2 separate regions of the Larimichthys crocea genome follow, and region 1 is linked to region 2. A link is a contact called in public Hi-C data. All regions are on one chromosome and are shown on one strand. Each heading gives the region's core, a stretch centred on a gene start, on an enhancer-like site or on the middle of the called end of the contact. The rest is flanking DNA. Distances are from core to core; before and after follow the strand shown. Region 1 holds the start of arfip2b (ADP-ribosylation factor interacting protein 2b). Region 2 holds the start of LOC104925183 (solute carrier family 46 member 3).

Evidence for each region. A called contact is a pair of places that touch in the nucleus more often than the background predicts.
Region 1: a Hi-C map of muscle shows a contact between it and region 2, with 2.1 times the contacts expected there. The contact joins the promoter of arfip2b here to the promoter of LOC104925183 in region 2. A contact is called at or near these places in 2 of 7 Hi-C or Micro-C datasets (both in muscle).

The regions. Positions count from the first base shown.
Region 1 is chrXXII:7,374,867-7,378,374 of L_crocea_2.0, forward strand. arfip2b (ADP-ribosylation factor interacting protein 2b) reads left to right here and starts at 1,967. Exons shown (of 9, transcript XM_027273463.1): 1 at 1,967-2,319. LOC113744402 (a long non-coding RNA gene) reads right to left here and starts at 1,338. Exons shown (of 4, transcript XR_003461493.1): 1 at 1,292-1,338.
Region 2 is chrXXII:7,223,423-7,227,057 of L_crocea_2.0, forward strand. It overlaps LOC104925183 (solute carrier family 46 member 3), which reads left to right and starts at 2,204. Exons shown (of 6, transcript XM_010738746.3): 1 at 2,204-2,347; 2 at 2,855-3,077. The coding sequence starts at 2,886. synj1 (synaptojanin 1) reads right to left here and starts at 1,991. Exons shown (of 30, transcript XM_027273824.1): 1 at 1,871-1,991; 2 at 798-953; 3 at 543-629; 4 at 1-76. The coding sequence starts at 921.

The DNA of each region.
Region 1 (3,508 bases), core at 717-3,216, 150 kb after region 2:
ATTTTTCCCCAATTGAAAGTTTTCTTGGCTGTGTGTTTGGGATCACTGTCTTGCTGAAATGTTAGCAGATTTTTATCAAGAATGTTCCAGTACATTTTTCCATTTATCCCTCTGTCAATTATATGAAGTTTGTCAGTACCTTGAAACAGTCCCACACCATGAGGTTTCCACCTCTAAACTTCACTGGTGGTGTGTTATTTTTAGGGCGATGTGCAGTGCCATTTGTGCTCCAAACACAGTGTGTATTATGGCATCCAAAGAGTTCAGTTTTGCTCTCATCTGACCAGACTATATTCTTGTCCAAATGTGGTGCACCAAACTTTAAACAAGCTTCAACATGTGTTTTCTTCATCAATGGAGTCTTGAGTGGTGAGCGTGCATACAGGCCATGGAGGTTTAGTGCATTATTATTTGTACCTGCTAATTCTAGATCTTTATGGCGAAACAGTGTTCACTGGTGGGGCCATAATCCGGATGTTTAGAAATTCTTCTGCAACCAACGCCATCAGTGTGTTTTGCAATAATAAGGTTGTGAAGTTCTTCCTTATGTGACACCTTAGTAATAAGATGCCTTTTTATAAGCCAACAGTTGGACTGAACACGTTGATTTTAACTGACTGGGACAGAATAGCTTTCTACTTACTGATAGACATTCAGCTGATGTCTTGGCTTTCCATAGCTTTTTGTACCCCCCTTTTTTATGTGTTTAATTCTTTCTCTGTCATTTCTTATTTCTTACACACAACCTAATTTCTGAACTTATTTGATTTGCTTTCTTTGTATGTATGGATTACTTGGGGTGTTACCAATATTTGGTCAAAATTTCATGTCACTGGCTAACTCTTCATTCTGTATAAGTGACCTGCCCTTTTTTCCCCTTTTTTTCCCTCTTTCATTGTTTTGTTTGCTTGTTTTTATTATTGTTGTTTGTTTATTTATTTATACACAAGTGTCTTGTACATTATTTGTCTATATTTGAGTTTTGTTATAATAATAATGACAAACTTGATACTTGCTTTCTTATAGCTGTCAGTTATGTGTTCGAAAATTCAATAAAAAAAAGTTGTGAAAAAAGAAAAAAAAAAAGAAAATTTCATGTCAATAGCACCTATGTTTACTGAGAGAAATGGTGACGTGTTCAACACTTGTGAATATGTAGTTGCAGCCACAGGGGGCAGCGTTTCTTGGAATAAAGCAGTTTGCACGTAACCTTTGGATTCATACTGAAAATACGTCCTTTGGCCATTCCTGAGGCACAGTTAAAGAACACGTGGAACTCACTAACACTCACCTGAGTTAATGTTCAGTCAGTCCTGCACACACCAGCTGCTGGATGGATGCTCTCAAAGATGGGCTGAAAAGAAGAAAATATGAAGAACTCTCACTCTGTTACAAATTCCGGGTACAAATCAAATCACCATTATACACAGAGCACTCTGTGAAACCTCTAAAGGAGGAATGCTCACAGAAAGCTGGAAAGTTGCACTCTCTAAAATTAGGTTAATTGAAGGTGAGATTGTTTATTTGCTCAGTTAAGTAGGTATACTATAAATATATGTGGTATAAATATATTTTATATATAGTTTATAAATATATTTTTTAAGTATTAACAAATGACTGGTCACAGGGTAGTACAGAGGTCCTAAGCGGTCATGCATTTATACATTTTCTTTCTTCCATTGTCCTTTTTTATGATAATATGTAAATGATCACTATATCAAATGAACAAATGTTGTTATAACGGGATAATGTTCTCGACATCTCAAGGTAATGAAACTTTGAAACTTATCTCAGGAGAACAAAGCTTTCTTACTTTGAGATCTCAAGAAAATTATCCCGAAATAACATGTATTACTTTAAGATAATAACATAATAATATACATATATATGACCGCTTAGGCCTTCCGTAGCGTAGCACCATGGCAGTTTTTCAAACAGGTGATCCATCCTCCTGTTCATAGACGATCTTCGGAGCGGAGCGGGTCTGCAAAATGAGCTCCGCTGTGTCGTCAGTTCCGTGAAGCGTTCCTCCAGGCTTCATTAAAAAAGGAGATAGAGGGTTATTTACGTAGATTTAGATGACAAACGCAGTCAGAACAAGACTGTATCTGTCTGTGTTATTAAAGCATTCTTACATAAGAGCACTGCTTTGTTTCCCGCCGGCGTTTTTTCCCTCGGACTGACAAAAGACGCATCAGTCCGCCGTGAGCCGCGCGTGAACGGGGATGCTCTGCCGTTAGCCTCTCATTAGCTCGCTCGCTAGCTTCCCGAACAGCTCCGGTTTTTTTTTTTTTTTTTGACGACGGGACCAAGCACACCGTAAGTCCAACATATATATTATATAACAAAAATATTTCACGTTGTCCGGGTGTGTTTGTTTTACGTTTGTAGCAGTGGTAAGCAGCCGGCTTCACACGGTGCGCTCGCCGGGTTGTTTACCACCTTAACCAGCCTCCTGTTAACAGCTGCATGTGTGAACCAGAAGCAGGCCTTTATTCATTTCCAGCCTGAACCACGGTTTAAATATTATTTACATTTATTTTATGGCGTGAATAAAGCCGCCGCTCTGTCACCGGGGAGGGGGCCTGCATCAGCGTTACCTGCCGGAGACACCTGTTCCGGCTCCCACGGAAACTGAACTGTTAATAATGGCAGATAATAAAGTGTACTGTCTCTGTTGTACAGCACATTTTGGAAGCTGCCTGTTCCTAATAATAGAATAGGCGGCTCCTCCAGTCTTACATTGACTCAGCCTGGTCCAAGTCCCTCAAAGCACAGTGAGCTGCTACATGCATACATATATGCAAAACAGCTTTCTCTCTCATAAACAGCTTATGACTGTCTCATATTGTGAAGTGTACAGTCTCTGTTATTGCCAGCACAGCAGTGCAGCTGAAGGGTTTACTATGAGTTCATATACAGAAGATGTTCAGCCAGTTTTCTTTGATTCCAAGCTCTGGCAGGCAGGCGCAGTAAGCCGTGTCAGAGGATGCTGTGTGAAGCACGAGGAGCTCTCGTGCCAGCGAGAGATGTGTCATTCCTCAGGGAAATGGACAGGGCAGGGCCAAGTTTGCATTTATAATGGCAAAGCCCACTTAGGCGAGGTCAAAGCAAATGTAAACATCCACCGTTCAAACAACGCCTGTGATATTTGTGCTCGTAAGTGATCGGCCTTAAACCTGCCACATACTGGAGGTATGTTGAAGCCAGTCAGACCTCACAAGGACACAAAGCTTTTGTTTGTTTTATATTATAAAATGAGTTGACAATCATAATCTCCATCCATGTTCTGGAACCGCTTATCCTCATCAGACACTGGGCTGGCCCAGCTGAGAGTCAGAGGACACCAGTTCATCACATCCTATTGGCAATTTAGAGTCACCAATTAACCCATTACACACATTAAGTGTCTTTGGACTGTGGGAGGAAGCCAGAGTACCCAGAGAGAACCCACGCAGACATGGGGAGACAGTGCTGCTAACCCCTGCACCACCCTAAAATCATAATA
Region 2 (3,635 bases), core at 954-3,453:
AAAACCTCAGAATCCTGCACCTTCCCCACAGAGCTGCATCCTGTCACGACCACCAAACTGTGGAGCATGGAGTCACCTGCACAGGTAAGGGTGGAGCAGGATGAAAAAGAAAAAAGACATGAGTATGAAAACATGACATATGGTGGATTATAGAGAAAAAAACAGAGCGTGCTAAAAGATATGACTCATTGCATTTAGAAAAGATACGATAAAACATTATGCATTAAGAGACTGGACAGGAAATGGTTAATTCAACTTTGGTGTCAGTGCTTCAGACGAAATCACCAGATAGTCAAATCTCAGCCGTCTATAAGACTCAGCTTTAATCTTTTACACGGCTTTTTCCCTGTTGTGATAACAAGAGCCTTCAAGGTCATGTAGAGGACAGGAGAAAGCAGCTTACAAGGAACAGCGACCGGACTACAAACCACATGGCCTTCACAGACACACAAGAACCTGGGGTCACAATAAGGACCGGACTGGACCCAGGAAATTTCTGTAACGAGGAGCAAATGAATAGAAAGGATGTTCGTGTAGCTTACCAAGATTTAGGCGGAGAACGCCGAGGATCCCGTAAGCATCGACGATCTTGGTGTACGTGCTTTTAATGGCCTCCTTCTCTGCCGCCGCTGGAGACGAACAAAAAGCAACACAATGTGAGGAAAATATCTCGTTAAGTTACATCACCTGATCATCAATATGTCTCTCCTTGTAGCTGTGTTCCTCTTACACCATCTTTATTTGGGGAAATACTATTTAAATCTCTAATTGGAGTGTAATTAAACAAGATGTCTTACACAGGACGGCGACAGCCCCCGACTCAAACATGAGGCATTCTTCCCTGGTCCTAGTCTCCACTATGACACTGTAGGGGGGTGGGTCCAGCTTATGGTAGATGCGATATCCCTTACTGAAGGCCATTGTTGATCCGAGATGAAAAAACCTGTTATGACCTGGAAAAGCAGAGAGAGCGGATGACAGCGTGTCAGAGAGAGACAGTCAGACATTTGTAATGTGAGGGCTATTAGAGGATATGATGCTTGTAGAGTATGACATGAACATGCTTACATATTAGGATGTTTATATCAAAAATGGATTTATTACATTTAATACAGCAAACGCTGTGACTGAAGGAAGCATTAAGACGTTATAAAAAATGAAACATAGATGATTACACGGCACTCTCACTGCAGGTAACACAGTGTTTGTGTCTCAGTGCCCGTCACTCATTAAGTGAACCTGTCGTATAATTAGATAGCAACATTACGTGTGAGTCAGATTGAGCAGAAAGCTTAGCATTGCGGAAGCTGGCACAGATAAGGCCCACAACATTATGACAAAGTGATTATTATCGCTTATTGCTGTGTGGATATCGCAGGTAGCTTGTGAGACTGGGAGCAAAGCGGGAGCCCTGTGAGGAATAACGTTAGGCCGGGAGACTGAAATATCATCCACCCTGACACGGACAGTCACGACTTTATGGTGCAAGTGCAGCAGGCGAAGCTAACGCTGTCGTTTATCCGGCAGGCAGTCAGCCGGTTTAGTGCCATGACAAAAGTGACGGAGGGAAAAGGAGAGAGCTGAAAAAGACGGAGCGAAAACAGCCCGCCGTCTTTCACCTCTCTGACGCTAGCTGGGAGCGTTAGCCAGGTTAGCCGCATTAATCACAGGGATAGCTATGATTCGCTAGCTGTCGATATTTTCCATGGCAGTACTCCTGCACGTCATAAACATGACATTTATTAAAACAGAAACATGAGCAACATGTAGAACGTATTAACTCGTTCAAACATCAAACACATCGGCTTCATCTTTCAATTGTAGGTTAGGTTTAAATTGCACAGAGGAAGGACTACATATTCCGCCTTACCGTCACCCCCGCCGGGTTGTTACTCCGCTGTCACAACACAATCCCTCCCGGTGTGTTTGCGGAATGGTACATTCCAACGCCTACCTCACGTTACCGTAATGCTTGGAAAACACGGAAGTAGAGTTCATATAAATAAAATATTTCGCAAGCTAAATCCAATTCACCTGACTTGTAGGTACTTGTTTTATGCCGTATATGCTTCAAATGCGCGTTAATGGACAATAAAGAGCCTATGACAGAAAATAACAAAGTGTTGTCGTCCGCTTTCACTGGTGACTGACAGTTCCTTCGTCGAATAAACACAGCCCTGAAAGACAGCCGTCCAATGGCGTACGGCGAGGGGCGGGATCGCGGCGTTTCGTATTTATATACACTTCTGTATAAAACAAGAGCAACTGCACACTTCAACAAACAGATTTTTTCTTTCCCCGGGATCACGTTATTGACTAAATCATGAGTCGAGAGATCATCTAAACGGTATGTGTTCTACTGCATGTTCTTGTCAACAATATAATAACAAAAAAGAAGCTAAGGTGTCGTTGTCGTCCTCGTTTCGTGTTATCTAACCCAGACCGGCTCATCCTGCAGCATATGTTGGACACAGAAACAAACAAACCGGGCTATAGACTTAGTAGCTGATATTTCACTTTATGTGTCACACTGCTGGATCGATATTTTGATGCAACTTTTGCAACCTTGGACTGTCTGTGATCCTCAAAAGGCACAAACAACCAAATAAATATTGTCTTGTACGTCAGATGTTTCTGATTTGAATCAGTATTGTGCCATGTAAAGAGTGTAATGTGTGTCACATGTTTGTTCTGCACACTGTGTTATTTGTGTGTGCAGTGTTGAAGGTTAAAACATGTAAAAACAGAATCATCTTTATGGTCTGTCCAGTTGTTCAAATTTTCATCAATCATCTGTCTTTTTTTTTATTTGAGTTCATTTACATGTCTTAATGTCTTCATATCTGTTTTTCAGGATTTTTTTTTTTTAATCGCAGACCCTCAGAATGAAGGGTCTTTACCTTGTGGAGCCTGTAGTTGCTCTGTACGCTTTCTCCAGTTTTCTCATCTATCCCCTGGTGCAGCAGTATGTGTACCGGAGGTTCTGGCAGCAGCTGACAAACACCACCTATCCTATCTCTGACAACACATCCAGGTGTACAATAAACAACAGCAGCAACCACTCCAGCTACCATGAGGTTAGTCATTCATCACTGGACGTAGAGGAGGATGCATTTAAGTAAATTAAGGCAATTGCAAATATTTGAAACAGGTTGCATTTGATTTCCCCTTCTACTTAAAACACACTAAGAACACATGCAACCATGTTCATTTTTCCCACATCCAGCAACAAGAAATGACATTAACACTGTGAATATTATTTGAAAACTATATTTACACAGACTTTAGAAAGAGGGGGTAAATGTCTCTGCCCTTCTTTGACTTATGCATGTGACGCTGACTCAATCATTATTATGTTGTCGTATCTGTGTGCTGATACTGACAGAAAAACATCCAGGCTTCCTAAACTAATATAAAATAACGCTCTGTAAAGCTGTGTCCCAGCAACTCTCCGTGTCTCTGTAGAAGTTCTGACTGCCATGACTCAGCATAAATGCTCCTATAACTGCAGACCCCCTCTTGCAACACAGTTCAGGTTTTAACTGATTCAGCTTTTGTGTGATAAGGTCATGTGCAAGACCTGAGACTTAAGTTTACTGTTCCTTTGCTTTTTTTGTTGTTAAAGAGCGATAATC